Linked DNA regions of Mus musculus: all the other regions are linked to region 4. The links are chromatin contacts, called in public ChIA-PET, Micro-C and promoter capture Hi-C maps. All regions are on one chromosome and are shown on one strand. The core of a region is the stretch at or near the end of the contact, and the rest is flanking DNA. Distances in the headings are between cores, read along the strand shown. Region 1 holds the start of Slc7a5 (solute carrier family 7 (cationic amino acid transporter, y+ system), member 5). Region 2 holds the start of Fanca (Fanconi anemia, complementation group A). Region 3 holds the start of Rpl13 (ribosomal protein L13). Region 4 holds the start of Ctu2 (cytosolic thiouridylase subunit 2). Region 5 holds the start of 2810013P06Rik (RIKEN cDNA 2810013P06 gene). Region 6 holds the start of Spg7 (SPG7, paraplegin matrix AAA peptidase subunit).

Region 1 (4,715 bases), core at 2,037-4,536, 570 kb before region 4:
GAGGGACACTTAAGCTGCCTGGGGGTGAGTCTACAACACATTTTCTAGGTGAACGACTCATGTGGAGAGCCTACCTCACTGTGGGCAATGCCAACATGGGTGGGCAGGTGATCCTGGATGCCACACACACACAAAAACAAAAACAAAGAATGCTGAGCGAGCCACGAGGAGCAAACTGGTGAGCAGCAACCCTCACGGCTTCTGCGTCAGCTCCCGCCTTGACTGCTCTGATGATGGACTACAAGCTGAGAGGAAAGTAAAACCCTTCCCCAGGTTTGCTTCTGGCCATGGTGTTTATCACAGCAGTAGAAATGCACCTAAACCACTGGGCTCCAGGTCAAGTCGACAGCACCCAAGCTTCACTTAGGCAAAAATGAACATGCGCCTTTAATGCTAGCACTCTGGAGGCAGAGGCAAACAGTTCTGTGAGTTCAATACCAGCCTGCTCTACAAAGTGAGTTCTAGGACCACCAGGACTACACAGAGAAGTCTTGTCTCAAAAGCAGAACAAAACCAAACAGCAAGCCACGAGATGGTCCCTAGGCCTCACTCACACGGGCTCTCGGCCACCCAGAACAATGTGGAAAACAAGTCTTCCAATCATCATCAAAGACTCCGCTCCAGGCTGCCCGCATCAGGCCTGAGGTTGCAGGAGGGAGCCAGACTTGTTGAGAGGGAGATGGCCTGCACCTTTACCACCAGTGGGTTCATTCGGGATGGAGGCCAAGTCATTTCCCAATCCAGTCTTAACTAGGTGAAGGAAACTTGTGGAGAGACAAACACAGAGGACTCCAGAAGACTCAACCACGTAAACCAGACCTCTGCCCTAAAACCTGACTCTCAGTGCTTCCTCGGGGTCTTTCCTAAGGCATGGAAGCCAGGGAACACTATGTTCCCCAGAAGTGCCCTCGAGAAAGAACAGGGCACTCACTCCATGAACACTGAAACTCTCCTCAGAGTGCAATCCTCCGGGAGCCGGCGCCCAGGCCTTCAGAGACCTGGAAGAGCACCTGGACTCTTGGTATAGCATTGGAAATGTAAATGAGCTAAATACCTAATAAAAAATGGAAAAAAAGAAAAAAAAGAAAACAAATTTTAAAAGAAAGGACATTTGCCAGCCCTCAGTGCTCACAGCCTCCTGTGGGCAAGCATTGCTTCCCATATGTCACTAGCACCTGCAGTTTCCAGAACTATCTTGACAAGAGTGTGGGCTCTTTAAAGACAGCCATGCCAGCCTGGCATGATGGTACACACACTTACTGCCTGCACTTGGGAGACAGAGAACTGCAGACCAGCCAGGGCTGCATAGCATGAGCCTGTCTCAAAACCAAGCAAGCAAGCAAGCAAGCAAGCAAGCAAACAACAAACCTTAAAGGTACCCACGACATTCCTTATCCCTAAAGAGATTACCATCCATAAGGAGAACTGGACAATTAAAATTGAGTATGCAGTGTCCCGTTTGAGGCCAGGCTCTCCCTGGACTGCCCAGTGCTTTTGAAGACCAACTCTAGCTATGACGGTTTACACATGAACCAAGCACACAGAAGACCTTACTGGTCATCATCCAACTGGCACTACAGAGCAGAGTGGGTGGTCTCAGAATTGAAGGGCACACCCGGCTGGGTCTGATAACAGGAGACAGTCTCAGGGCCAAAGCCAAAACAGGCACTGGCATCGAGCAGTGGCCCCAGTGCTAACAGCAGCCCCGGACTTCCATGGCTCACAACCAAGTCTAGCCCACCTCCCCATCACCCTCTCTGTGTGCACTATCAACACAGCTCTCAAAACAAACAGATACATCGGTCTTAGCTGCCTGAACTCATCTGTAATTTTGAAAGTAGCATGATTTATTTCCAGGTTGCTCTCCACCACCAAATCATGTGGCATTTGCTTCAAACGATCATTTTCCCCCAGTCCTGAAAAATCACACAACTGTTTTTGAAAGCAGAAATCAATCCGTCTTGACCTATGCGTCCCATAAAGGCTACACTCAACAGCTGTTACCTGGCACATCTTGGGACCCCTCAAGCCCACCCACACAGACTGTCGTCTGTCTGCAGCCGAGTTTCTTTTAGTCCTTTACTGACAGGCAGGCTTTACACGATTCCGCTACTCATCTTAAACGAGCAAGCAGCCATCACTACCACACACAAATTTATTACTACTGTTTTCTTATGAGTCAGCCAGTTCACTGATTCCTGATAGGCCGGTTTTAAGAACATAAGTGATTTTTTTTTTTAAACTGCAATTTCCCTCTTAGCAACCAGTCAGCAACTGAAGCTGAAACAGGAAACTGGCATATCTGCCACTCCACGTGGTGCTTTGCTGAAGGCAGGGAGTGTATTGCTCTCACCCGGGACAGAGTAGATCTCTCGTACTTAGAATTCAGGTCGGGAAGCGGGATGCCTGCCGCGGGGTCAGAGCCGCGACCCACTGAGGTCTCGCGAGGGCTGTCCCGAAAGCATAGACACTATGAATGGATTAAAGAAACGCACGTGGGTTCTGGGGCCTGTGACTTTAGCCTGGAACTGCCGAGATGGTTCAGGGATGGACAGATGGAGGGATACTGGGATGGGTGTTGCCGAGCTGTAAACGCAGGAACCTTGGCTCGCGCCCACCCGGCCCCGCCCCAGCCCGGCCCCACCCCAGCCCGGACCCCTACTTACGCACGCAGAGGCAGGCCACGAGCTTGGCAGCTTCCTCGGGCACCGGACAAGTGGGGAAGACCGGCTTGAGCAAGTAGGTGGCGAAGACCAGCGCCACGATGTACTGCGAGGAGGGCCGAATGATGAGCAGCTCGATCCAGAGCTTGAGGAAGGCGGGCAACGAGCCGTAGACCTCCAGCATGTAGGCGTAGTCGCCGCCTGACTTGGAGATGGTGGTGCCCAGCTCCGCGTAGCAGAGTGCGCCCACGATGGAGAAGACGCCGCACACAGCCCACACCACGAGCGACAGTCCGGGCGACCCCGCTTCCTTGAGCACGCCGGTGGGCGTCACGAAGATGCCAGAGCCGATGATGGTGCCCACGATGATGGCCACACCGTTGAGCAGCGTGATATTGCGCTGCAGGGTCACGCCTTCGCCCTCGGGGTCCGCGCCGTCCCCGCGCCGCGCCTCCAACATCTTCTCCCGCGCCTGCCGCTCCTCCTCCGCCGCCGCCGCCGCCGGGGTCGCAACCGCGCGCCTCTTGGCGCCCGCGACCGCCATGCTCTCGGCGTTCCCGGCTCGGCCTGGATACCCGGCGTGCGCGCGGCCGAGCCGCTCTCCGCGTACTGAGAAGTGCGTCTGCGTCCGCCCCGCCCGCGCGGCCTTTTATCTCTACCGTTACCCGCCCTCCAGGCTCCGCCCATCGCCGCTGCTGTTGGTTCAGCTCGCAAAGGCCCCCGCCCCCTCAGCCCGCGCGACCCCGCCTCCTTCGCGGGCCCCCGCCCCCAAGTCTGTTAGAGCACGTGGAGCGTTAAGATCCTGAAACTGAGGACTACTGATGTGTTTAACGCGGCGTGACTACTGATGGGTTTATCGCGGCGTGTTTCACAAGATCCGAATGTTGTACGCGGGTGGAGAGTCGACTCACACCTCCTCACAAGTCCTGTGCAGGATGTCAGGGCCGATTGGTAAGGGCGTGCTTCTTCTCCCGCCCCAGGCGGCGCAGAGGACTTGTCAAGGGAGAAAGCACCGGAAGGGGGGTGGCTCAGTGTATAGTCCCAACACCTGCCCGGAATCCTGGCCCTGCCTCGCGGGTGTTTATCTCCGCTTCCTCCAGTGTGCATATCCTGTGCGTCTGGGAGATGAAGGATAAATATCTTATCTAGGATAAGTGGGGGTGGGTTGTGGGGTGAGGCACCCCTATAGTCCAACTTGGTCCAGAGGAAACGAGTCTGAGGGCGAAATGATCCGTCAGCTCTGGAGGAAACGGAAGAATAGACCAGAATGGTAGCCAGCTTACTCCTGGACTTAGATATCCATCTGGTCCCAAGGAGGGTCTTGACAAAAGCTCGATTAGTGGTACACCCAATCTGGAGAAGCAAGTTTTAGAAGGGAACCAACCCAATCTACTGTAGGGTGAAAGGGCTTTAGGTTGTCATTCTTAGGAAATCTTAGGTAAGAGGGTTTTTGAGATAATGTGGTCACACATCTGGAAGGTTCAGCATCCCAGGCCTGGTGCCATCATCGTGGGCACCATTATCAGCTCTGGCATCTTCGTGACGCCCACCGGTGAGCTCAAGGAAGTGGGTTCAAGCCCTCGTGGTATGGGCTGTGTAATTTGAGCTGATGGTACGCTTGGAAAATTTCATTGGTCAAGATAAGTCCAGGAGCCCCAAGACCCCCTCCTTTTCACCAGCTGTTCCATTTTCTGTCCAAAGGAGTCCCCAGGAAAACTCACAGACAAGCAGAAGGGAAGGTGGGGGGGGGGGCTTAATTTAAGAACCTTCAGACTTGTAAGGATACAGAGCCCTGTATGCTCTGCTAAACTGTCCAGTCTGCCAAGCCTTCCCCACTGCTGAGGCATGACCAATGAAGAAATTCAAACTTCTCCCCATCTTTGGATCTACTGCTGCAGCCAAGAATGCCAGAGCTGCCCCTTGGAAGCCCATGTCGGGGAGGTGTTCAGCCAAAGACTCCAAGGGTCACTGGAGCTACCTCCCCCAACCCCCAGTATGTCAGCCATTCACAAGCAATGACAAGCTGGTATCTCTGTAGCCTGAGCAGTGGGA
Region 2 (4,412 bases), core at 1,732-4,231, 840 kb after region 4:
CGGGAGGCAGAGGCAGGCGGATTTCTAAGTTTGAGGCCAGCCTGGTCTACAAAGTGAGTTCTAGGACAGCCAGGGCTACACAGAGAAACCCTGTCTCAAAAAACCAAAAAAAAAAAAAAAAAAGGAAAAGAAATGTGAAGTACAAAAAAAAAACCCTTATTTATTGATAACCACCCCCTGCCCTGCTTTCTCTGACTCTCGGGAAATGGGGAGAGTGACACCTGCAAGCACATGACAGACAGACACATACACACAGAGACAGACAGACACACACACACATACAGAGACAGACAGACACACATACAGACAGACACACACAGAGACAGACACATACACATACAGAGACAGACACATACACATACAGAGAGACAGACAGACACACACACATACACACAAGGGCAGGGAAGAGCAATAAATACCTCCGGGCAGTGGTGGCTCACATCTTTAATCCCAGCACTTGAGCGGCAGAGGCAGGGGCAGGTGGATCTCTGTGAGTTCGAGGCCAGCCTAGTCTACATATAGAGTAAGTCCCAAGACAGCCAGAGCTACACAGAGAAACCCTGTGGGAGTTGGGGGTGGGGGTTGGGGGGGAGTGGGGTAAAGCTAGGAAATAACTCCAAATCAAGTCATAGAGCCCGTGTAACTGGTGATGATACAAGAGAAAGGGCATTGTCAGGTGGAATCTGAATGTCTACGGACTGTAACAGATGGCGACTTTTTTCCCTTAACCGCTTCCTAAGTGAACTGAAAAGCACAGCGACAACTCACGGATGAAGGAAGCAGACCGGTCGGAGGAAGCGTCAGCACTGTCGCGGTCGATCAGCTCACTGAGACGCAACCTTTTACACTGTGGCTCTTCTACCTACAAACCGAAGCGGTAAGAACAGCAAGAAAGTGGTTTCAAGACTCCAGCAGTGTGCAGCTCGCAGAGCAGGCAAGTTTGCTTTGTTTTGGTTCCCTGGTTTGTTAGTTTGGTTTTATTTTGTTTTGCTTTTAAATTCATCTTTGTGTGTGAGAGTGAGTGTGTGTGACAGTATGTGTGTGTGTGTATTAGAATTTTTTTTAAGATTTATTTATTGTATATATATATGTGTGTGTGTGTGTATGTATATAGATAGATAGATATATACACATGAGTACATTTGTCACTGTATTCAGATATGCCAGAAGAGGGCACCAGATCCCATTTCAGATGGTTGTGAGCCACCATGTGGTTGCTGGGATTTGAACTCAGGACCTCCGGAAGAGCAATCAGTGCTGAGCAGCTGAGTGACCTCTAGCAATGACCTACCCTTCAGTGTCTTCCCTGTAAATGAGATTATCGGTAGCTCATGCCTTTCACTCTGGTTTGGAGAAACAAAGGAACTTACAAATATAAATCATACAGATCAGTGTGTGACAAACTGAAGTTCTGGTGTGCTGATGCTGCAATGGTTTAGTAAAACCAAGTCCAGAAGTAAACGGGATGCTACAATGCCAGCCCTATTGTTTAGGAGCATTTTAAACCATGTGAAAATGCCTGTGCTTAATTGTCATATTTAAAAGTGAGAATTAAATTGTCTGTATGCCATTCTGAACTGTGTTTCAAAATGACAACATGGAATTAGAGCAGCAAAGGCCTAATTGGTTCTCTTTGGTGGATTATGAAAGATTTCAATCACCCTCATGTTTCTATATATGCGTTTTCTGTCACAGTCTGTGTTTGCTGCAAAGAAACAATGTTTATCTTAATATTTAGAACAATTCCAGTGTCTGCAGTGAATGTTTCAGTCAAAGTGTCTCCAAGAGAGGGCTGTCCATCCAATTTGGGTGCAGCGCATGTCAACAAACGGTAAAGTCGGCTTCTGGGACAAAAAGCATCCCTTTGTCAGCAGTGAATTCCTCCACCCCACACCCACACAGGTTACAAACACTGCTCTCTTCCCCTGGGTGTTTCTCTGGAACACCGCTGAGCCATCTCTCCAGCCCCCAGAATTTCTATTGCTGTAATAAAAACACCATGACCAAAAGCAACTCGGGATGCTTCTTTCAGCTTACAACTTGTACTCCATCTTGCTGGGTGTGGTGGTGCACGCCTTTAATCCCAGCACTTGGGAGAGAGAGGCAGGCGGATCTCTGAGTTCGAGGCCAGCCTGGTCTACAGAGTGAGTTCCAGGACAGCCAGGATTACACAGAGAAAAACAAACAAACAAACAAAAACCAGATTGTACAGGAATCAACCCTCCAGCCCCTCGAGTACTTTTCCCAGAAGGAATTTATTAAAGCCTTTCATGAATTATTAAATGTACTACCCAACTACTTTCATCTCCAAAGACATAAAATATAAAATACACTCAGCTCTCCTCCCACCTGGTTTGCCGGCACCAGTTACTCGCCAAGTACTCAGGCTTAGAAGGACATTAAAAAGATTATGATCTGGCTTGGCTCCGAACATCCAACCTGCTCAGCCAGGACAACTTCCTCTTACCTCTAGCAAAAGGTCATGCATATTTTGATGGTATCTCAGGAGTTTCAGAGCAGAATCCTTTAATTTCTGTTCCCTTTCAGGATCATATTTTTGCTTTTTGACTCTGCCCGCTAAAGATATTTTAAAAAGAAAAAAAAATTGCTCAGAAAATTATAGTGCAACGTACACAGGGTGACACGCTGCGCGGAGGTCCAGAGAGAAGCTGTCCAAGTCTGGACAGTCACCTAGCGCTTGCAGCAAGCGGCAGGACCAGGAAGCCTGGGGCCCATGGCCCTAAGAGGACCAGCGCGGCCCAGGACGGCTGACTCGCGGGCAGGGCTGAGCCACGCTGGGATCTGAACCCGGACCCCGAAGAATGGAGGGACCGCACTGGCGCTGGTTGGGGGTCAGAAGGCAGAAATGGCAAGACCTACCCAGCAGCTCGGTCCAAGTTTTTCGGAGGCCCCGGGGCCCACCACCCATGGCAGCACCCCTAGCCGGCGAGCCCGGCATAGCGTCTGGAACACCGGCTCTGCAGCCCGCGCTGCCTTCCGATTGGCCGCGGCCAGGCGCTGGCGCTCATTGGCTAGGAGCATGCTTGACCACACCCCCGAGGGCGGACCCTTGCTCTGTGGCCCTCTTCCTCTTGGTTGTAGTACTTGTCCCGGAGTCTGGCTGCGTTCGGGTGGCAGAGAAGGCAGTATGGTGGCAGCCTTGGTGCAATACACCTGCGCCTGACAACTTAGAGGGAAAGTGGCGCAGAATTGCTAATGGCCCAGAGCTTGGCCTGGGGAGATCACGTGACAAACTGGACCCAGGTTTTCGGTAAAAAAAAAAAGCACTTTTACCTGCTTTGTTCAAAACTACACAGGATCGATCCGAGTACTCTGCTGTGCTTATTTGACTCTGAGGGAAAATTGACCAAAGGAGTTCTGGTGCTGGGGTGTGACTTTCAAGGGTTGAAATTAGAGTTGCTATCACTCCCCGCTAAGCGCTCAAAGTACTTAGGAAGGAAAAACAGCCACAAAAACGCTGTCATTCTTGTTTCTTCCTTTTTTAAATCCACCTTACGTGCGGGGCGGTGCTGTAATCTCAGCATTCCGAAGGCAGAGGCAGGTGGATCTCGGTGAGTTGGAGGCCAGCCTGATCTACCGAGCGAGTTCCAGGACAGCCAGGGCTACACAGAGAAACCCCGACTCTAACAAACAAACAAGCAAACTGAAGGAGGGCATTATGTGCACTGCAGCCACTGTCCTTGATTTTCAGCATTACCCCAGGTGTGTGCACACGCAGACACTAGTGGAAGACAGGACACTAGAGACAGGCTTGAACCGGCCATAGTAGCCAGGTTGTGATTAAAATTCACCCAGCCTGGAATCAGTCAGCAGCTGGAGGAGCCATTATCAGAGCCAGAGCAGAGCAGACAAAGATTGACCGAAGTTTCCCAGGAATCAGGCTTATCTGCCTCCATGACCTGGAGGTGCTACGGTCACACTGGGAGCCAAAAAGTCACTTTACCCATCAAAGAGAACACTTAAAGATATAAAACTGAAGAGAACCAATTTTTTTTTAATGTATTTCTACAAAATTTCATCACTATGGCCAGGACTCGTCCCAGTTCAGGATCAAATGTGTCTGGCAGCCCCACGTTGCCTCTAGCATCAGAAGTGCCCTCAGAGAGGAGCATCAGAGAGCTGCTCTGCCTATTAGAAGATGTGGCTCAAGGCTGGCTCAGTGGTTAAGAGCACCGACTGCTCTTCCGAAGGTCATGAGTTCAAATCCCACCAACCACATGGTGGCTCACAATCATCCATAACGAAATCTGATGCCCTCTCCTGGAGTGTCTTCAGACAGCTACAGTGTACTTACATATAATAAATAAGTAAATCTCAAAAAAAAATGGCTGTACTTCCATCATTGCCCACAAGGTGGACCCCCTCCAACACAAGCCCTCCCCACCCACACT
Region 3 (4,491 bases), core at 1,618-4,117, 630 kb after region 4:
GTAAATGCTCTTAAACACTGAACTGTCTTCTTAGCCCTACTTTTTGTTTTTGTTTTGTTTTTTTTTGATGGTCAGGTCCTGGTTATGGAGCTCTGGCTGTCATGAAGCTTGCAGTGATCCTCTTCTTTCTCTCTTCTGGGTGCTGGGCTGTGTGTACCACCAAATCCAGAAACACTGTGCCACTTGATAAAAGGTGTGGCTTAGTGGTGAAGAGCCAGGCAGTGGTGGCACACACCTTTAATCCCAGCACTCTGGAGGCAGAGGCAGGCAGATTTCTGAGTTCAAAGCCAGCCTGGTCTACAGAGTGGGTTCCAGGACAGCCAGGGCTACACAGAGAAACCCTGTCTCGAAAAAACAAAAAAGAAAAAAAAAAAGGAGCACTTAGTGAGGGATCCAGTGCTCTTCTGGCCTCTGAGCTCGGCACACACAACTCCTGCAGGCTCACACACATAAATAGTAAGTTAGTAATCCTTTTTTAAAAAACAAAAAAGATTTCTTTAATGTGTGTGCATACACTGTCGCTGTCTTCAGACACACCAGAAAAAGGCATCAGATCCCATTACAAATGGTTGTGAGCCACCATGTGGTTGCTGGGAATTGAACCCGAGACCTCTGGAAGAGCAGTCAGTGCTTTTAACCACTGAGCCATTTCTCCAGCCCTAAGTTAATAATCTTTAAAAATCAAAAAATCAAGGTTATGTGACTAAAAGAGTTCCAGATTATGAATGGAAGAAAGTTTATTACTGGCAGAGGCAGGTGGATCTCTGAGTTCCAGGCCAGTCTGGTCTACAGAGTGAGCCAGGACCGCCAGGGCTACACAGAGAAACCTTGTCTCGAAAAACCAAAAAAAAAAAAAAAAAAAAAAGAAAAGATGTGGTGAGGGATTAGGCAAGAGTTTTCTGACACTCCCAAACACCCAGAATTCAGTAAGTACCCACAGGGAAGGGAGGGGTTCCTGGAGCAGCTTGCCGGAAAATGAAGAGCAGGCCACAGCCATAAGCTGCTAAGTCTAGTCATGCAAAGGAATGCAAGCCCGTGCACAGCACGGCCTCAGGCACCAGGAAGCTTTCCGGTGGAATGGTGTTTGCAGAGTTCTCTGCCCAGGAGACCAGGAACTGGCGCTCAAGCTAGAGCAGGAACAACCGCCTTAGCCTCATCTTTGCATAACTGTTCCCTTCTGTGTCCACCCTGTGCAACAGAGAACAATTCAGATCACAACCTCCCTTCCCTCCCCTAATTTGATTCTAAGCAGTGTTGCAGTTTCAGAGCTCTAACGCCCACCAATGTCACGCAGCACTGCAGCTTGAGCTGGAACTCAGGTGCCGGTGCAGCGTGTCCATCCTGAACGAAAAGCTGGTGGTGGACATGGATGTCATCTTTGAGAGTAGAAAGAGACAGATACTTGGGAATGTCAAAAGAGGTCTGAGAAAACACTGTTTCAAAGAAGTGCACCTTGAATCTGGGCATTCCTTCCACAGACATTTTCTCTGGGCTGGGAAGATGGTTCAACATCAATTTCTGGCCTTTTCACCCACACTCAAAAAAAATGGCTCCCCCCTACTGAGGATTGAATTTAGCCTCTCATCCAATAGGCAAGAATTACATCCTCAGCCTGCTTCATTATGACATTATTTTCGCGCGCGCACGCGTGTGTGGTATGTGTGTGTGTGTGTTTGTGTGTGTGTGTGTGAGAGAGAGACAGAGAAAATATATATATATCATGGATGAGCTCAGCATGTAGAGCTTGGTTCTCTTCTACCATGTGGGTCCCAGGAATAAAATGGCAGCAAGTACCTTCAACCCTCTAAGCTGTCTTGCCAGCCCTTCCTTTTTAATTTTGAAAAGAGGGTTGGGCTGGAGAGATGGTTCAGCGGTTAAGAGCACGGACTGCTCTTCCAAAGGTCCTGAGTTCAACTCCCAGCAACTACATGGTGGCTCACAACCATCGGTAATGGAGTCTGATGCCCTCTTCTGGTGTGTCTGAAGACAGCTACAGTGTACTTACATAAATAAAATAAATCTTAAAAAAAAAGGAGAAGAAAAAAAAGAAAAGAGGGTTTAAGTTGCTCAAAAAGCATTGAAATTGCTATTGTCCTGTCTCATTTTCTAGATGAATTATGATTATGGTCCTGTGATATCTGGCCCGGGTATAATGTGGATTTTTAAATTTATAGCCCTCTTAATTACTGAGCCATTTCTACAGCTTCTGTAGTGGAATTTTGATCAGGAAGAAACCTGGTAATTGGGAATGAGGAGTGAAAAAAGGTTATAGGCATACAGGTGTAGGACCAGTGTATGCCTTGGCTGTTTTGTTGTCGCTGCTACTGTGGGTAGGAATTCAGTATTGTATTTCGTCACACCTGATTTCCCCCCGAGGAGTTAAGTCAGGGCTAAAGGAGTTATCTAAGTAAATGGGGGAGTTTGGGGCTGGAGAAATGACTCAGTAGTTACGATCACTGGCTGCTTGCTGTTTCAGAAGTTCAATTCTCAGCACCCAGGAACTCCGGTAGTAGGGGATCCGACGCACAGCCATGAAACCAGGGAGACACTCATACAAATAAAGTAAAAATAAATAAAAATCTTAAAGTGGGGGGGGAAGTCTGGAATGGGGGTGCGTGCTTCAGTTCTGGGGAAACATAAATTCCAGGCAAATCTATAATAAATTTTCCTGGGTGGACGGGGAAAAAACACTGGATCTAGGAGGGAGAAAGAGTTTTAGGGGTTTAATTCATAGGTGCGCCCCTGAGCACGCCGGAGATACCCACACTGCGAAGTTAGGAACCAGCGAGAATAACCAACCCGACGGCTAGAAAGGCGATGGTCCGCCGGCGGGCGGGTTCGCGTGACGTCACTTCCCTTTCGCCTGATTTTGATTGGCGTTTGAGATTGGCCGGACTCCCTACAAGCCCAGGGTGCTTTGCGGTGCCCGGTCCTTTCCGCTCGGCCGTTCTCCTGTATAGGAGGTGAGTCTCTGCCGCCGCCGGTCCCATCGTGGTCCATCGGGCTCCATCGCCCTCCATCCGCTGTCATCGGCGAAGAGAGGCCGCACGGACAGCCATGGAGGAGCCCGGGCGCCGACAGCACGGAGCCAGGGCAGGGGCGGGAGGACCCGGGACGGGGTTGGGGACCCTGGCCTTGACTCGCCGCCCTCCTCTCCCTCGCGGCCTTAGGCAGCCATGGCGCCCAGCCGGAATGGCATGATACTGAAGCCCCACTTCCACAAGGATTGGCAGCAGCGAGTGGACACTTGGTTCAACCAGCCGGCGCGCAAGATCCGCAGGTATAGATCGCGCGTGGCTCGCGTGGGCTCCAGGGCGGGGACGCGCGTGGGGCAGGAGGTGACGGCTGTGCTTTTCCTGCAGGCGCAAGGCCCGGCAGGCGAAAGCGCGTCGCATCGCCCCTCGCCCCGCGTCCGGCCCCATCAGGCCCATCGTGAGGTGCCCTACAGTGAGATACCACACCAAGGTCCGGGCTGGCAGGGGCTTCAGCCTGGAGGAGCTCAGGGTGAGTGCGGCAGGGCGAGGTCCCTTGGCAGGTCCCTCGGGCTCGGTGGAATGATGACATTCTCCGGAATCGCTGTACTGACTTGATGAAAGTACTTTTGAACCCTTTTCCATCTGATGACACCGAGTTTTCTCGGCAGGGCCGGCTTGGGGTGGGGTGACTGCGAGGTGGGTGACCAGTTTCTGTTTCTGAACAGGTGGCTGGCATCCACAAGAAAGTGGCTCGCACCATCGGCATCTCTGTGGACCCGAGGAGGCGAAACAAGTCCACGGAGTCACTGCAGGCCAACGTGCAGCGCCTGAAGGAGTACCGCTCCAAGCTCATCCTGTTCCCCAGGAAGCCTTCTGCTCCGAAGAAGGGAGACAGTTCTGTAAGTCCTGCGGGGCGGCAGAGGTCCGGCTCAGTGTAGATAGAGTCTGTGTTCTTGGATCCAGCTCTGCAGAGTTGACATGAGTGCAGCAGTGGGAGGTTAGAGCGTACTGGGGGCGGCGGTGACGCGTGCAGATCAGTGGGAGCCACTATGGTGTCCCTGGGCTTTCCAGTGTCTGTTAGTGTTGGGAGCTATTGACTTGGAGCCTGGTATGCTGTTCTAGAGCGTTCACCCTACCAGGACGTTCAGGGGCATCTCGGTACAGAAAGTATCTCGGTATTCAGAAGTGTAAAGAGTTTTGTAACAAGGATCGGTGGGTTTCTTGTCAGTGTGGGCTTCCTGAGGGTGGGGTAAGGATGGCTTTCTTCTGTTCCTTCAGTGGAGCTGTAGTCAGCCAGCGCACCGGGACGGAAAATGCTAGGTGCTGCAGGCCCAGGCAGCCTGATCCTTGGGAACTAAAGCAGACCCCGTGATAATGGGGTCTATAAGTAACAGGCATGAGATGGAAGCTGGACTCAACTTTTTCTTACTCTTAAAACAGGCTGAAGAACTTAAGCTGGCCACCCAGCTGACAGGACCTGTGATGCCCATCCGGAATGTAAGTGGACACTGCTGTA
Region 4 (4,745 bases), core at 1,515-4,014:
GGAGAATGTTCTAGATGGCGCTAAAGGTTGTGTGACTGAGCATGAGGGGAACCAATGGCTTCTACAGTTGTTGAGCTTTTTGAGGCACAAGGCTGGAGAGATGGCTCAGTGACTCACTGGTTAAGAGCCCTGGTTGCTCCTGCAGACATGGTGGCTATCGACTGTCTGCAGCTACAGTCCCAAGGCGGTCCAGTGCCATTTCTGGCCTCCATGGGAGGTGCATGCATGATACAGACATACATGCAAGCAAAACACCCATAAAACAAAAAATAAAAACCCTAAAAACTTTAACAAAAAGACTTCACTTTGTGGCCTGTGCCAGGCTTTGAACTCATTCCTGTCTTACCTCAGTCTTCCAAATACTAGGAGTGCTACCAATTTATAGGTAGGAGCCACCATGCCTGATCTGAATGAACAAACCATGCAGCCCTATATTCTACCTCAGAGAAACCCACAGGGAGAGCAAGGCCACACTGGGAAAAAGGAAAATGGTCCCAGAAGAGCAGGCCTTCAAAGATGCTGGCGTGGCCAGAGGAAGGCACTCCTTCTCTAAGAAGGCGAGGAGGTCTCAAGTCTACGCGGTGACTCTCCCCAAGAGGAAGTAGAACGAAACGTGGGGCTCTTGGCCTAGTTTCCAGACCACACTTCTCCCACAGAGAGTTCCTGCCTGCATCTACAGAGGCTGGTGTAGGGCAGCTTCTCCACCATGTGACACAACTGAGGGCGTGAATGTGGGAGAGAACACCCATTGCATTGCCCCTTCCTGTGTTCTTCCACCCTCAAGGCAGCCAGTTCCCTCAGGCAAAGTTGCTTTGTGAAGTCTCAAGACTGCTCCTCTGTGGCCTTGGGATACAGCCTGGAGCACACCTCTACAGTGGCCTTGGGATAGTTCCTGGAGCACACCTCCACAGTGGCGCCACTGGCAGGCCTCCTGCCTGTATCTGCAGCCACAAAGTCTCCCCACTTCCTCTCCTTCTCTTGTCCGGGTAGCAGTGCAGCAACTCTGTAGGGAGGGTTCTACTCACAAAAAACCTCAAGAAGGAAACAGCTTCTGGTCAGGAGGTGAAGACAGAGGGATCAGTGACATTTTAAAAGGTGATGTGAAAACTTAACCCTCACACTTATTTTAAACAAGGGCTACACCCAACAGACACTGCGAATTAAAGGTAGGACTGAACAGCTGGGGAAACGGAACTGGCAAAGAAAGCAGGGCCACCTTCCCAAGGTGACGCTGTCCAGATAAAAGCCTGCAGAGGGAGCAATGGGAACAGGTTTACAGGTTTAAAGGTGCTTTTCAATCCCGTGTTCTACCTTTCTAAGAGGACAACACATACTGATTGGTGAATAGTAGCAAACTGAAGAATGCAGCAGTGGCCTGTGTGCACCGAGTGAAGGGATTGTAAAAAAAAAAAAAAAAAAAAAAAGACAACACTTCACAGAACACACCGTAAAACACCCACTTGTGCGTGCATACAAAAAAATGGGTCCTGATCCAAGGCTTCCTGCTAGAATATCACAGGAGCATTAGGCTGAGCAGGAGCTAGCTGTGCTCTTCCAAGACAACCTAGCAGAGCTCTCCAGAGGGATCCAGTCTTCGGTTCAGCCTGACACAGGGGGCAGGGAAAGTCAAGGCAGCCCTGGATGGAGACAAGGTCTCTGCCACCTCCCTGTATGACTCGCAGGCACACGCCTACCCAAGCGGCTCCAGTTCCCTCTGCATTAGAGCCTCCAAAATCAGCTGCCTCTGTTTGCAAAATGCCTCCCACCAATCTGGGTGCACCTTGTCCTGCCCCAAGCAGAGGGGCTGTCTGCTGACAAGTCCTCCTCCTGCCCGTTCTCTATCGGCTAATCTCAAGAGCTGTACTGTGGGGAGGTCATGGAGCAGACGTTCTATCTTGGCTCCCTCCCAACCAGGCTGGGGTTGTGAAGGCCCTGAGCACCGCTCCCTCCCGCGCAGAGTCACATCCTCAAGTTTCTGCTCCTGAAACACGGGAGGAGGAGCCGCTAGATTGGGGGTGGGGGGTGTCTTGGCTCAGCTGGGCACCTAACGAAGTGCTTGATGTCTGGGTCCCTTTAGGCCCCGCTACCTGGAAGCTTCCTGTTCAGAATAGGCCAAGTCCTTCAAAACAAAACACCAGGCTCCAAACGCGTCCCTCTCCTAACTTTAGGGAAACTCATTTCCTTGACAGTCAACACGAGTAGACATGGGGTGGAACAGAGTGGGTTGCAGAAGCCACAAGTCGTTTATTTACAACGGCCCGCTCACCCGATCTCTGCAAGCCCGGACCCCCGCGCTCGGCGCAGCGGCCGCGTCCACCGCCCTCGAAGCAGCCGGCGGCCGTTGGCAACGCGCGGGGCCGGGGCGGGTGCAGGGCGCGCGCGCGGCCGGCGGGCAGGGGCTGCTTTCCCCACGTCTCCTTTCGGCCGCCAGCCACGACCCCGGCCCGGACCCCCCTCCCGCGGGCTCCCGGCGCGCGCTCTCACGTGTGGCCGCAGCTGCCGATGGCCACTGGCCGATGGTACACCTCCAGGCAGATGGGACAGCTGAACTGCGCCTCCAGGCCGCTGTCGCCGCCCGCGGGCCCAGCCGGCGGCTGCCGCTGCTGCGCCGAGGCCACCAGGCTGCGGAACATCGCCATCCCCGGGGCAGGCCGCCGCCGCCGCCCCCTATCCAGGCCGGCAGACCCGGCGTCACTGCCGCGACGGCGCCGCGCTGGCGTCACCGCCCAGGCCCCACCTCCCCGGGTTGCGTCACGACAGCGCCCGCTCGGCGGTGACGGCATCTCAGCGCGCCGGCATCTCAGCGCGCCGGCTCCTCACGCCACTCCGCAGTCGGGACCCACCCCTCCATGTGTCAGGCCGGTGAGGATTACGCGGGGCCGGCGCGGCGGGAGCCTCCGCCCGTGCCGCGGCCAAGGTAAGAACCTTCTACCACCAGGCCGGGGACAGTCCCCTTCGGTTCCCCACCAACCGGAATTCCGGGACTGCTGTGAGTCGGCGGCTAGAACTAAACCTAGGCCCTGGCGCGTGAGCCTGGCGCTTCCTCCGCCAGCTCGGGCCGGGAAGCGCGACCCTGACTCCCCCAAGCCCGCCATGGTGCGAGAATTCTGCCACATATGTTCTTGTTCTCTCAAAGCCGGGAGCAGAAATGTGTGAAGTGCGCAGAAGGCCTGCCGGTGGTGGTGATACGAGCGGGAGATGCCTTCTGCAGGTGAGATCTGGGCAGCCGTCCCCACCCCACCCCACCCCCACCCCCGCACGCCCCTTTTCCAGGCTTGCTTGTTTTCTTGTAAAGGCGCGGTAACTTGTAAGTGCTTAGCCCTAACCGTAAATAGTGGTGGGAACCACTGGTGACGACCCTTGTCATCTAAACTAGGCACACCCGTCAATTCAACACTTCAGAGTCCATGACAGGAGAATTACCTCCGATCTGAGGCCAGCTTGGGCTGCAGAGATGACCCTGTCAAACAAAATCCCACAGTCTCCTGCGCAGGTGCAGCCAGCCTCCCTTTGCTTCTGTGTTACAGGGTTTGTTTCAAGGCATTCTACGTTCACAAATTCAGAGCCATGCTTGGGAAGAACCGGGTCATCTTTCCTGGGGAGAAGGTACGATGTGTGGTGCCTGGGCGCTCGGCTGTCAGCCCTGCTGTCTTCCGTTTATGTTCGTTTCTTCAGCTGGCCTACTGTCCCTGGACATTGAGGGTAGACTTGGTGTCTGGGGCTGTCCAAGAAGTGGACAAGACATGCTCATATTGCGGATGCATGCCTCCGTGCTGATGCTGCCCTTCCCACCCCCAGGTGCTCCTGTCCTGGTCTGGGGGCCCTTCGTCCAGCTCCATGGTCTGGCAAGTGCTTGAGGTACATCTACACCATCTTCTGGGCGTAAGCTTCTGGATTGAATTAGCAGGGGCCTCCTTCCTCAGCCTATACTATGGAAGTTTTTGGTTAACACTAGACAGTACCCCACCCCACCCCAACTGGGACACCTTTAGGATGTCCCATATATATTCAGCAGGTGTGCAGTCCAGACACATGCCCTACACAGGGTCCCAGGCTACATCCCTATTGAGCTTTATTTGTTAGGACACAGTTTCAAAGATTGGCCAATCATGACAAAGAGCAGAGAGAAGCATTTGCCAAAAACAACGGGAGAAGCAGCATAGGTAGAAGGGAGTGGGGCAGATGGAACGGGACTCAAGCTAAGAGTGTCTGAACCTGCAGAGGTATACAGGGTTTCCTTGAGGGACCCCATGCAGAGCAGGGAACTACATGCTCTCTCACTGTAGGGTACCAGCTAGAGGGGCCAGTGTAGAGGCTGTCTTGGTAGGGGAGGTCTCAGTGGCGGTGCTGCTCCAGTGTGAATGACCTGTGTCGTACTTGAGTGGCTTTTGTGTCACCTGCTGGTCCCCCAGACCTACACATGTGAAGGTGAGAGCTCACTGTGAAGCCGTCAGTGTCTGATACCGCTTCTCATGGGAGACTCCGCCCCTGCTCTCCACGTATTGTCACCTCAGTTCTTACATTTCAAAACACTTTCTGGGGATTCTGGGGAACCCAGCAGATGGTAAAAGCGTTCCCCATGGCTCAGCCGCTGTCTCAGGTTGCTTAGGTGTCAGAGACAGGCTGGGGGTTGGGGAGAGTTCTGAAGTTTCTGATTCAGATAGGACATGCCCTCATGCAGGAGGGAAGACTTGGCCCCACACACCCCTGTGAGGAGGAAGGCCTAGGCAGTTTGGTCCACTGAC
Region 5 (4,868 bases), core at 502-3,001, 570 kb after region 4:
CACGACTGCAGAAACCACTGTGAAACATGAGAACTATACACATGTAACTAGATTTCGGAGCATACAGCCTTCCTGTGAACCAGCTTAACCTTCACCAGTCTTCCAAACCCCAGACGAGCTTTCCAGAAACATAACAAAAACAGAAAAACCTACAGGAGCACCAGGTAAAGACAAGGCCTTGAGAAAAAAAATGAGACTCCACACCAAGCCACATACATAGGAACTGAACCGCACATCCGTCTGTGAAGGGGCTAGATCCATGTGGCAGGGCCAACCCTGCACACACGTACACACACACACGGGCGCGCGCGCGCACACACACACACGCACACACACACACACACACACGCACACACACTCTCGCAGCTACCGCCTTGCCAGGGGATGATGAAATGAGGAACGGAAATTAACATTTCAGGCAACGTCTCACATTGTTCCTTGAGGCCAAAGGCTGCTCCTGCAGCCGTCGCCTACACCGCTTTCCTCCCACTCTCCCCCCCGAGTCCCGCCTTCCCCTCCCCCAGACGCCCCCCGCCGCCCCGCATTCCTGCCCCCACTCGGGCCTGCGCGCCTCCGCACCCCGCAGCTCCAGGTCCCCGGCTCGCCCGCCCCCTCCGGCTCGGCTCGCAGCCCGAGGGCCGCCTGCTCCCATTTCAAAACACGATAATAATAGGGACGCTGGGAATAACAACTACCACCAGCCCGGCGACGGAGCCCCTCCCGAGGGTCAGAGGTCGGCGCCCCGCGCCACTGAGGACCCCAGGGACTCCCGGGAGCCCGCCGTCGTCCTCACAGCGTCCCGGGACCCACTAACGCACCATCGACCCTCGCTCAAGGCCCGCCCTCGGTCCTCACGGCCGCCACAGCCCACCCCGGAGCCCTTCCTTAGCCTCTCTCGGCCGCCCGACCCCCGGGACGCCCCGAGGCCGGCCTCGGAGCCCGCCCTCGGCCCCTCATGGTCGCTCGCAGGACCCCCGCGGCCCACCGACCGGCCTCTCGCGGCGCACGGCCCGCCCCGGGGCACCCGCGGCGGCGGGCAGCGGAGGAGGCCTGCAGGCCGCAAGGCCGCAGGAACGCCCGACGCCCTCCCCGACCACCACCCCCCAGGTCCCCGGCGCCTCTCACCCGGCTCCGAGGGCGACGCGGCTCCGCGGCGGAACGGCGGCGGGGCGCGGGCGCTGCCCATGCAGCCCGCGGCCGCGTTTCCCGGGCCGCGCGGCCCGGGCGGGAAGGCGGCGTCGGCGCGCGGGCTGGAGGCTGCGGCGAGTGCGGGGCCGGCGGGATGCAAGCCCGCCCTCGGCGTGCAGGAGCTCACGCGGGGCCGCGGCGCTCGCGCGGACGCTACTGCGGGGGCGTCTGGCCGCGGACTCCGCCGCGGCGCCTCCCCGGCTGGGGCCCTCGGTCCATCGCGCTCTGTCGCGGGCGGCCTCTGGCTCCAGGACCCAGCGGTGGCTGCGGCGGGCGCCGGCCGCATGAGAGCCTCCCGCCCATTGGCTCGCCGTATCCGCCACCGCCATTGGCCCGCCCCGCAGAGCGGCAGGGGCCGCTTACGTCACGTCGGAGAGGAAATGCGATGCCGGGGTGAAAGGGCTCAGACGGCCCGACGGCTTCCGTAACAGGCACGGGGCGGCGCTAGGGAGACGTCCGGGAATGATTGGCATCCGTGCGTAGGAGACCCAGGCGGAGAAAGCCGCTGGATTGGCTGACCTCCCTGCCACGGGACACGACGATTGGCCCTACTCGGTGCCGGAAGTGATGAGGCCGCGGTCTGGAAACAAGGTTGTTGTCGAAGGAGCCAGAAGGTGGGAGCCGGCTTGTACCGGCTGGCCTTGCGCTGCGGACGCGAGGTCGTGTGTCGCCTGTGAGCCTGTGTGAGCTTCGAGAATGTGTGTCTCTAGCCGGCAGGAGGCTCTTGCAGGAGCAAAGGCAGCCGGGATGATGGCCGCGAAGGAGAAAGGCGGCCTCGGCCCCCACCCGCGATCCGGCTCTTTCCTGGAGGTGTTCCTGGACTGCGCTTCGCTCCGAGTCCCGTGAGCCACGTTAGCAACCGGGATGTGGTGAGCTCCAGACTCTGCCCGGAGGTTTCCTTAGACACCGCGCGCGCTTCAGCCGCCTCCCTTCCCCGGCTCCAGAACTTCACCGCGATGGTTCATGAAACAACAACAACAACAAAAAAAAAGGTTGACGAACCTCAGAGCTAGGCAGCAAAGTCGCATCGTCATGTGCCTGATTGTTTGAATTTACAGAACGCGGAAAAAGTTTAATGATGGTTTGCGTTAGTAGTGATTTGGTTTGCAAACGAGCTAAAAATTCGAATCCCAGCGCTGTAGTGACCGAGACAGGCGTATCCGGAGCTCAGAGTACATTGTTGTGAACATTTCGAGTTCAAGATTTGAGTTCCATGAAACCTTTGTCTCAGAAAAATGCATAAAGTAATTGTGACGAGTCTGATATGTTGGTATAGGCTTTTTATCCCGGTACTTAGGCAGAGGCAGGCTGGATCTCTGAGTTCCGGGCCAGCTAGGGCTACACAGTGAAAGCCAATTTCATAATATAATAAAATATAAAATAACAAGTAACCAGGGCTGGAGAGATGGCTCGGCGGCTAAGAGCACGTGCTGCCCTTCTCGGCACCCACCTCAGACAGCTTCACAGCCACCTTCAGAGGACTTGACATCTTCTGACTTTTCAGGAACTCACACCCGAGTAGAGTACTCACACATATAGACTACATATAAATCTTTTAAAGTAAATGGGACCTGGGGAGATGACCTGTCGGTCAAAAGCACTCACTGGCTGCTCTTCCAGAGGATCTGGGTTCGATTCCCGGCATCTGTAACTCCTGTTCTAGAAGATCTAACATTGTCTAGGGGCTCCCCAAACATGCACTAGTACACATACATATACACAGAAAAAAAATACGCTTCTGCACAGAAAAAAATCTACAAAAAAAAAGTTTTAAGTAGTCAAACTTCCAGCCTTGTCCTATTTAAAGAGCATCTGTGTATTTGTGAACCAGAAAAGCTAAGTGACTAAAATCAATATTTATACTTCTTTGTTTTGTTTTGTTTTTGACTTTTGGGGTTTTGTTTGTTTGTTTGAGACAAGTTTTCTCTGTGGAGCCCTGGCCTTCCTGGAAATAGTTCTGTAGAGGGTTTGGGTGTTTTGTTTTGTTTGTCTGTATAAACAAAGTCTTTACAGAGCACAGATTATGAAATCATGGGATTGCACATCCCGGAGTGATGGGACCTTAGAGGTGACCTTTCTTCCCTATTTGAAGCAAATACAGAGTTTAGAGGACATGGTATGATAAAAACTGCCCTGCCCCTGTTCAAAATTCCAGCTTTGTGATGAGTAGCTGTCCTTGTAACCATGGACACTTCAACTTTTGGTTATTTTCCTGGGTAAACAGGAACAACAGATGGTGTCAATTTCATCAACATGGGACGAAGAGGATGTGAAACCTGTAAAATACATGAGCGCCTACATAAAGAAAAGCTGTCTGCTGGAGTGTACTGTGTGTATATTGTGTGGGAAGGCAGAGGACCTCTTTGTGGAGTTAGTTCTCTCCTTCGAACTTTAATGTTTCAAGGATCATAGACTCCAGGGCTGGAGAGATGGCTCGAGCGCTAGCTGCTCTTCCAGAAGTCCTGAGTTCAGTTCCCAGCAACCACATGGTGGCTCACAACCATCTCTGGTGAGTTCTGATGCCCTGTTCCGGTGTGTCTGAGGACAGCTACAGTGTACTCATATACATTAATAAATCTTTTTTAAAAATACTCATGTTTTACCTGCTGCTGTGCCATTGTCCCAGCCCAGAGATTTTTTTGTTTGTTTTTTTAAAAAAGTGGGCTAGAGCCGGGCATGGTGGCGCACACCTTTGCTTGGGAGGTATTGCGTCCCACTTGACCGGCAAGAAAGACGCAACAAACTGGAATCTTCCACGGCAAAAGCTTTATTGCTTACTTCTTCAGGAAGACCCCGAACCGGGAAAATGGCGCCGCTTTTATAGCCCACAGCGTGACGTTTCAGCACCTGATATGGCGTGACAGCTCCTCATTCGTTGCTCGCCCATCACCCCACTATTATGCCCCGATAATGGGAGTGACTGGGAGTGAGTTCACTCTCGCACCACCTGTGTACAAGGCTTGTTTACTAGTTAGGCACAGCGGAGGCCAGCACCATCTTATAATGGCGATTGCTCGCAGCACGGCTCTCCACAGGGAGGCAGAGGCAGGCAGATTTCTGAGTTGGAGGCCAGCCTGGTCTACAGAGTGAGTTCCAGGACAGCCAGGGCTATACAGAGAAACCCTGTCTCGAAAAACCAAAAAAAAAAAAAAAGTGAGTCTGTATTCAGGCCTCGCGGTACACACCTGTGGTCCTAGCACTTGGAAGCAGATGGCTCAGGAGCTCAAGACCAGCCTCTCAGCTGCACAGGGGGGGAGGGGCGGCGGGACACGACAACATTGATAGTGTGCTTGCCTAAGATGTATGCTGTGTGTTAAAGCTTACACCTCTGGCTGATAGCACTTAGAGGCAGATAACTAGAGTCTCCCTCCATAATTGAGGCTGGTCTCAAACTCTAGAGCAGTGGTTCTCAACCTTTATAGGAAGCATTAGTGCTGTGGCCCTTTAACCGTCCCTCATGGTGTGATTACCCTCAATCACAATATTTTGTTGCTACTTCATAACTAGCGTTGCTTCTGTTATGAATTATAATGTAAATATCTGTGTTTTCTGATAGTTTTAGGCAATCCCTGTGAAAGGGTCACTTGACGCATATACACACCCCAAAAAAAAGGGTTTCGCCCCCCAAGGTTGACCAATGCTCTGGATAGTCCAAACTCATGAGTCTCCCTTGATTATAG
Region 6 (5,065 bases), core at 348-2,847, 590 kb after region 4:
TTAAATGATTTAAACTTTCACTTCTGCGTGGCACGGTGTGTGCATGCCTTTGATCCAGCCCTGAGGGGGCAGGGGCAGGGAGATCTCTTGTGAGTTTGAGACTGGCTAGGACTACATAGTAAGATAATTTTTATTTATTTATTTACTTCAGAGAGTTTGCTTGACATGAAGCCAGGCACCAGTCAGCACCGAGAAGGCTTATTGTTTGAATTATTTAGTGTTAAGGGACTTGGAGAGTACAGAAAGACATGGAGTGGAAGGAAAGGCACCGAGACTGCTTTGGGGGCTTTCTGCAGTTAGACTACCAGGCACCAGCCTGGCATGGACTAGCAGGACTCAGAGCTTCAGTGGCCCTGCCCAGGCCTGGGATTGCAGCTGTCCATGGGTGGGACAGCAAGCTCTCCCTTCTGTCTCTGCACAAATGAACTGTCAAAGCCAAATGGTATGAAGCTCGGGATGACGGGTGCTCCTCAGGGGCAGTGAGTATAATTAAGGGGGCTCTTAATTTGGTCATAAACACAGTCCACAGGAACAAAGAATGCTAGTGGTTGCCTGATGCTAAGGGAGTTGGAGAAATGGGTAGTAGACCACTAATGGCTATAAGGGGGGGAGGGGTCTGGAAAGATGGCTCAGTGGTTAAGAGCACTGTCTGCTCTTCCAGAGGACACGGGTCCAATCACCACTTTAAATGTTTTATTTAATGTGCACTGGTGTTTTGCTTGCATGTATGTCTGTGGGAGGTTGTCGAATCCCCTGGAACTGGAGTTACAGATGGTCATGAGCTGCCATGTGGGTGCTGGGAATTGAACCTGGATCCTCTGGAAGAGCAGCCAGTGCTCTTAACAGCTGAGCCATCTCTCCAGCCCCTCCAGTTCCGACTTTAGGAGCCCCCCTCCCTCCCTCTCTAAGATTGAGGGCACCGTTTTCCTACTCTGTATGTAGCTGCTGCCCTGTGGTCTCACACACCACTGGCTCTAAGTTGATTCTGTAGCCAGCCAGGGGCATCCCCCGGATCTCTGATGTTCAGAAAAACTGGTTCATTCTTGTCAGGCCGGCACACAGGAGACGGAGCTTGAGTTTGAAGCCAGACTGTTGCACAGCGATACTGTATTTAAAAAAACAAATAACCAAAACCAAGAGGCAGGTGGATCTCCGAGTTCGAGGTCAGTCTGGTCTACAGCGAGAGGACAGCTAGCACCACACAGAGAAACAACAAAATAAATACGTACAGGAAGGACGGAAGTGGCCAACAGGAACCACCAAATCGCACCCCAAAGAAAGAGATAACGTGAAAAGCGAATCGTGTATCCACTTGCCAAGTACTGGAAACCGCAACTTGGACTGTTAATAAAACACAAGAGAGAAAAATACCGGGTAACCGTAGCCTGTCTCTACGTGAACCCGCAGGCTGCGGGCTGCTAGCTTTCGCGCTGCGCACCCTGCTGACTCTCGAGGTTTCGCAGCTAACCTTGCGGATACCAGACGGTTCGGACCGCGCAGGCGTCGCCAGGAGCGCGCGACCTTCAACCCCGCGCAAGCGCAAAGGGAGGCCGCCCTCAAAAACCTGACCGTTAGGGCGGCCGGAGCCGCACTGCGCAGGCGCCGCTTTCGGCACCATGGCGGCCGCCTTGCTGCTGCTTCGCGGGCTCCGCCCCGGCCCGGAGCCCCGGCCCCGACGGCTGTGGGGCCTGCTCTCAGGCAGGGGCCCAGGCCTCTCGTCCGGGGCTGGGGCCAGGCGGCCGTACGCGGCCCGCGGGACTCCGGTTGGCCCGGCTGCGGCTGGAGGCCACGCGCCTCAGGTAACCCGCTCGGAGCCCGGCGGCGGCGGGTGTGGCGGGTCGGTCCGCGCCGACCGGAAGTGCGCCTGCACCTCGCTCTTCCGCAGGAGGATGGCTGCTGTGGGCTCCCCGGGACGGGAGGCAGCATCTGCCTCGGGTGGTTCGTCTCTCCCTGGCGTGTGTGAGAGAGACGCCCTGTATCACTGTCCCTGGCGGCTTCAAACTGAGTCCTGGTCACCCGTGCCTTTCCGTCCTCTTCTTTCTGGTCTGGAGGCAGGCGTTCATGTGTACTCGGAGCAGCCCTTGGACTCCCGATCCTTTTGCCCACATAGGTGGTGCACACTTGCAATTTCAGTATTTGCTGGTAGGACGAGGCCAGGAAGATTGTGAATTGGAGACTCAAACTGGGCTGTGGGTGAAAGTTAATTGACTTTTGTTTCTTCGGTTTTTTTGTTTTGTTTTGTGGCTGAGTCCAGTGAAATTCATTGATGGAGTTGATTGACACTTTCCCTTGGCCCCTCCCCTTCTTGGGAGGCAGTTCTAGGATGGAAACCGAGGAGGGAGAGATTCTCAATACACAGTTGAAGATGACTTTGAACTTTTGATGCTCCTGCATCCCCTCCCAAGTGCTGGGATTACATGCATGCGCCACTGTACCCAGTTTTAAGGAGGTACTGGGGATCAAATCCATAGCTTTCTGCATGCTAGGCAAGGACTTTGATTAGGCCTGTGTTGTTGTGGTATATGGTCTTAGTGTTACCTCGGTCTTTTTCTCTTTTTACAGAGTTTGCTATTGCGAATACTGACCCCTAGCTTTGAAGGTATTAGCGGATTGTTACTGAAACAGCATATAGTTCCAAATGCAGTCAGACTGTGGCCGCTTTCAGGTGTGTATGCATTGCATGGTCCATTACTGAGGGACACAGGTTTTACTGTAGTCCTATAAGAGCATAGTGGAAGAGGACAAAACCAAACAAACCAGGTCTTACATGCCTGTAATCTCAGCACTAAAACAGGGGCTGCCAGTTGGAGGTCAGGCAGAACTAGCTAGTGAAACCCTGCTGGCCCCCTGCTCACCCCCACCCCCCACCCAAAAAAACAAAAGGTTTTATGTTGTCTGAGAGCACAGCACTTGCTGCAGTGAGCAGGGCTCGCTGTGATGTTCAGTAGAGTAGCCTAGGAGCAGAAGGCCATGCTGTGTGTGCAGCAGCATCCACCATCTCAGGCTGTGTGCATGCACTCTAGTCTAAGAGTGGAGGCTCCTTGGCAGGTGACAAGTGACATAGGAGAACGTCACTAGTTAGACACTGACCAGAAGACTAGGAACACCCAGCCACTAAGAGTACCTTTGATTCTTTTAAAAAACAAAACACCTGAACTTGTGACCCTCTTCAGTCCTGAGGTTACAGGTATGTACCACTCTGTCCAGTGTTATGTGAAGCTAGGGATTGAACTCAGGACTTTGGGCATGGTAAGCAAGTACTCTAACAACTAAGCTATATTTTCATTGTAACCTTTGGTTCTTTGTGCTGTGAGCTATGTTAGCCCTGTTATGGATAATCTGAAGTGAAATGTATAGCTAGGGGCTGTGAGCACTCCTTGATCATCCTGCCTGTCCCTTCCCAATGGGAGCACGTGAGACCCCACTCCTCACCTGGGGGTTGCAGACTGGTTTGTTTGGTTTTGTTTTCTTGAAACAAGGCATTAATTTGCAGTCCAGCCTGGCCTTGAACTTAGAATCCTCCTGTTCTCACCCTCCAGGTGCTGGGATTACAGGTATGTGCTACCAGGCCTAGACTTCTCTTTGCTCACTTTAAGTGTTTTATTTTGTTTCCCCGCCCCCCACCCCGTGTGTGTGTGTGTGTGTGTGTGTGTGTGTGTGTGTGTGTCAGAGAGAGACACAGAGACAGAGACAGACAGAGACACAGAGAGAGAGACAGAGAGAGAGAGAGACAGACAGACAGAAAGAGAGAGAGAGCGTGAGCACACAGAGTGCAGGGATACTCCCTGTGGGTTCTAGGAATTAAATTGAGGTCATGAAGCTTGGCAGAAAGTCCCTCTGCATCTTGAACCATGTTATTAGCCCTCATTTACAAAATCTAAGTGGTGTGGCCTAGTGAGATGGCTCAGCAGTTAAGAGCTACTTTTCCAGAGGAACCAGGTTTGGTTCCCAGAACCCATATGGCAGCTCACAACCATCTGTAATGCCTACTCCAGAGGATCCAACCCCTTTTTCTGGCCTTCACGAGTGCTGCACACACAGTATACAGCCGTACGTGCAAAACACCCACATATGAAAATCACTTTATCTTAAAAAATAAATAAAACATTAAGTTCCATTGTTGTTGCTGTTGTTCTTTCTGGATTGCTTTTTAAAACAAACAAGTTATTTAATTATTAGGAGACAGGGTTTCTCTGTGTAGCCCTGGCTGTTCTGGAACTCTGTAGACCAGGCTGTCCTCAAACTCAGGTCTTGCCTCTGCCCCCCAATGCTGGGATTAAAATTCTACAGACCCTCTGCTTTAGCTCAAAGGACATTCGGGTTTGTTGCCCAGTTGGAATGAGGAACAGTGGAATGCCTCGACCCTAACTTGAAGGGAACAGCCTGTGTTGGCAGTGGGCTCACCTGCTGAGTTTCATTTGAATTTCTTCCCCTGCTCTGTGACTGATGTAAATCGGACACATAATACACCTCTCCTGCCAGAACTTCAGTGTTGACTTCTAGCGGGAGGAAGGCAGTTTTGCTTCTGATTGTTTGTTTTTGAGTCAGGGTTTCTTATGTAGCCCTGGCTGCCCTAGAACTCACTCTGTAGACCAGGCTGGCCTTGAACTCACAGAGATCTGCCTGCCTCTGCCTTCCAAGTGCTGGGATTGAAGGCGTGTGATACCACACCTGACAAGCTGCTAAAGTCTTTATGAAGAAAACTAGACTTGGGGCTGGAACTGTGGCTCATAGGTTAAGAACATCTACTCCTCTCCAGAAGAGCTGAGTTTAGTTCCCAGCACCCACTTGGGGCAGCTCACAACAGTCTGGGACTCTGGATTCTGACTTCCATAGGAATAGGCGTGTATGATACACATACAAGCAGGCAGGCGAAACACTCAGAAAAAAAATTGGTTTTAGTTTTTTTAATCAATTTTTAATTTTTTGTTCATTTGGGTTGTTTTTTTTTTTTTTTTATCTGGAATGGGGTTTCTCTATCTCCTTGGCTGTCCTGGGACTTGCTTTGTAGACCAGGCTGGCCTCAAACTCAAGAGATCTGCCTGCCTCTGAGTCCCAAGTGCTA

What was found. Promoter capture Hi-C pulls out the DNA fragments that hold promoters and counts their contacts. A called contact is a pair of places that touch in the nucleus more often than the background predicts. ChIA-PET counts read pairs in DNA pulled down with a chosen protein or histone mark.
Region 1: a contact with region 4 is called in a Micro-C map of embryonic stem cells, with 4 times the contacts expected there. The contact joins the promoter of Slc7a5 here to the promoter of Ctu2 in region 4. A contact is called at or near these places in 2 of 484 Hi-C or Micro-C datasets (both in embryonic stem cells) and 4 of 115 datasets of contacts at active chromatin or transcription factors (T-cell acute lymphoblastic leukemia, large pre-B cells, memory CD8 T cells and 1 more).
Region 2: a promoter capture Hi-C map of pre-B cells shows a contact between it and region 4, with 6 times the contacts expected there. The contact joins the promoter of Fanca here to the promoter of Ctu2 in region 4. A contact is called at or near these places in 7 of 39 promoter capture datasets (the C10 cell line, embryonic stem cells, hippocampal neurons and 4 more), 1 of 484 Hi-C or Micro-C datasets (CD4 T cells) and 1 of 9 other capture datasets (liver).
Region 3: a contact with region 4 is called in a promoter capture Hi-C map of liver, with 3 times the contacts expected there. The contact joins the promoter of Rpl13 here to the promoter of Ctu2 in region 4. A contact is called at or near these places in 8 of 39 promoter capture datasets (the C10 cell line, cranial neural crest, embryonic stem cells and 3 more), 2 of 484 Hi-C or Micro-C datasets (both in embryonic stem cells), 18 of 115 datasets of contacts at active chromatin or transcription factors (the 230-238 cell line, craniofacial prominence, embryonic forebrain and 9 more) and 4 of 9 other capture datasets (adipose tissue, embryonic stem cells, liver and 1 more).
Region 5: an RNA polymerase II ChIA-PET map of memory CD8 T cells shows a contact between it and region 4, with 476 read pairs. The contact joins the promoter of 2810013P06Rik here to the promoter of Ctu2 in region 4. A contact is called at or near these places in 11 of 39 promoter capture datasets (the 3T3-L1 cell line, cranial neural crest, embryonic stem cells and 6 more), 5 of 484 Hi-C or Micro-C datasets (CD8 T cells, embryonic stem cells and palatal mesenchyme), 9 of 115 datasets of contacts at active chromatin or transcription factors (the 230-238 cell line, astrocytes, embryonic forebrain and 6 more) and 4 of 9 other capture datasets (adipose tissue, embryonic stem cells, liver and 1 more).
Region 6: a promoter capture Hi-C map of second pharyngeal arch cranial neural crest shows a contact between it and region 4. The contact joins the promoter of Spg7 here to the promoter of Ctu2 in region 4. A contact is called at or near these places in 10 of 39 promoter capture datasets (the HPC-7 cell line, cranial neural crest, embryonic stem cells and 7 more), 1 of 484 Hi-C or Micro-C datasets (embryonic stem cells), 5 of 115 datasets of contacts at active chromatin or transcription factors (the 230-238 cell line, embryonic forebrain, large pre-B cells and 2 more) and 2 of 9 other capture datasets (embryonic stem cells and liver).

The regions. Positions count from the first base shown.
Region 1 is chr8:121,904,400-121,909,114 of GRCm38.p6, forward strand. Slc7a5 (solute carrier family 7 (cationic amino acid transporter, y+ system), member 5) reads right to left here and starts at 3,287. Exons shown (of 10, transcript NM_011404.3): 1 at 2,667-3,287. The coding sequence starts at 3,207. It overlaps BC048644 (cDNA sequence BC048644), which reads left to right and starts at 3,434. Exons shown (of 2, transcript NR_167716.1): 1 at 3,434-3,614.
Region 2 is chr8:123,315,595-123,320,006 of GRCm38.p6, forward strand. It overlaps Fanca (Fanconi anemia, complementation group A), which reads right to left and starts at 2,982. Exons shown (of 43, transcript NM_016925.3): 1 at 2,881-2,982; 2 at 2,468-2,577; 3 at 769-862. The coding sequence starts at 2,959.
Region 3 is chr8:123,099,483-123,103,973 of GRCm38.p6, forward strand. It overlaps Rpl13 (ribosomal protein L13), which reads left to right and starts at 2,868. Exons shown (of 6, transcript NM_016738.5): 1 at 2,868-2,963; 2 at 3,171-3,280; 3 at 3,363-3,504; 4 at 3,701-3,874; 5 at 4,416-4,472. The coding sequence starts at 3,177. Snord68 (small nucleolar RNA, C/D box 68) reads left to right here and starts at 3,576; the gene lies at 3,576-3,623.
Region 4 is chr8:122,473,379-122,478,123 of GRCm38.p6, forward strand. Ctu2 (cytosolic thiouridylase subunit 2) reads left to right here and starts at 2,765. Exons shown (of 15, transcript NM_153775.2): 1 at 2,765-2,917; 2 at 3,137-3,211; 3 at 3,528-3,606; 4 at 3,799-3,858. The coding sequence starts at 2,850. It overlaps Rnf166 (ring finger protein 166), which reads right to left and starts at 2,696. Exons shown (of 6, transcript NM_001033142.3): 1 at 2,485-2,696. The coding sequence starts at 2,639.
Region 5 is chr8:123,040,824-123,045,691 of GRCm38.p6, forward strand. It overlaps 2810013P06Rik (RIKEN cDNA 2810013P06 gene), which reads left to right and starts at 1,752. Exons shown (of 1, transcript NR_045268.1): 1 at 1,752-3,779. Ankrd11 (ankyrin repeat domain 11) reads right to left here and starts at 1,461. Exons shown (of 13, transcript NM_001081379.2): 1 at 1,126-1,461.
Region 6 is chr8:123,063,911-123,068,975 of GRCm38.p6, forward strand. Spg7 (SPG7, paraplegin matrix AAA peptidase subunit) reads left to right here and starts at 1,598. Exons shown (of 17, transcript NM_153176.5): 1 at 1,598-1,799; 2 at 2,563-2,665. The coding sequence starts at 1,617.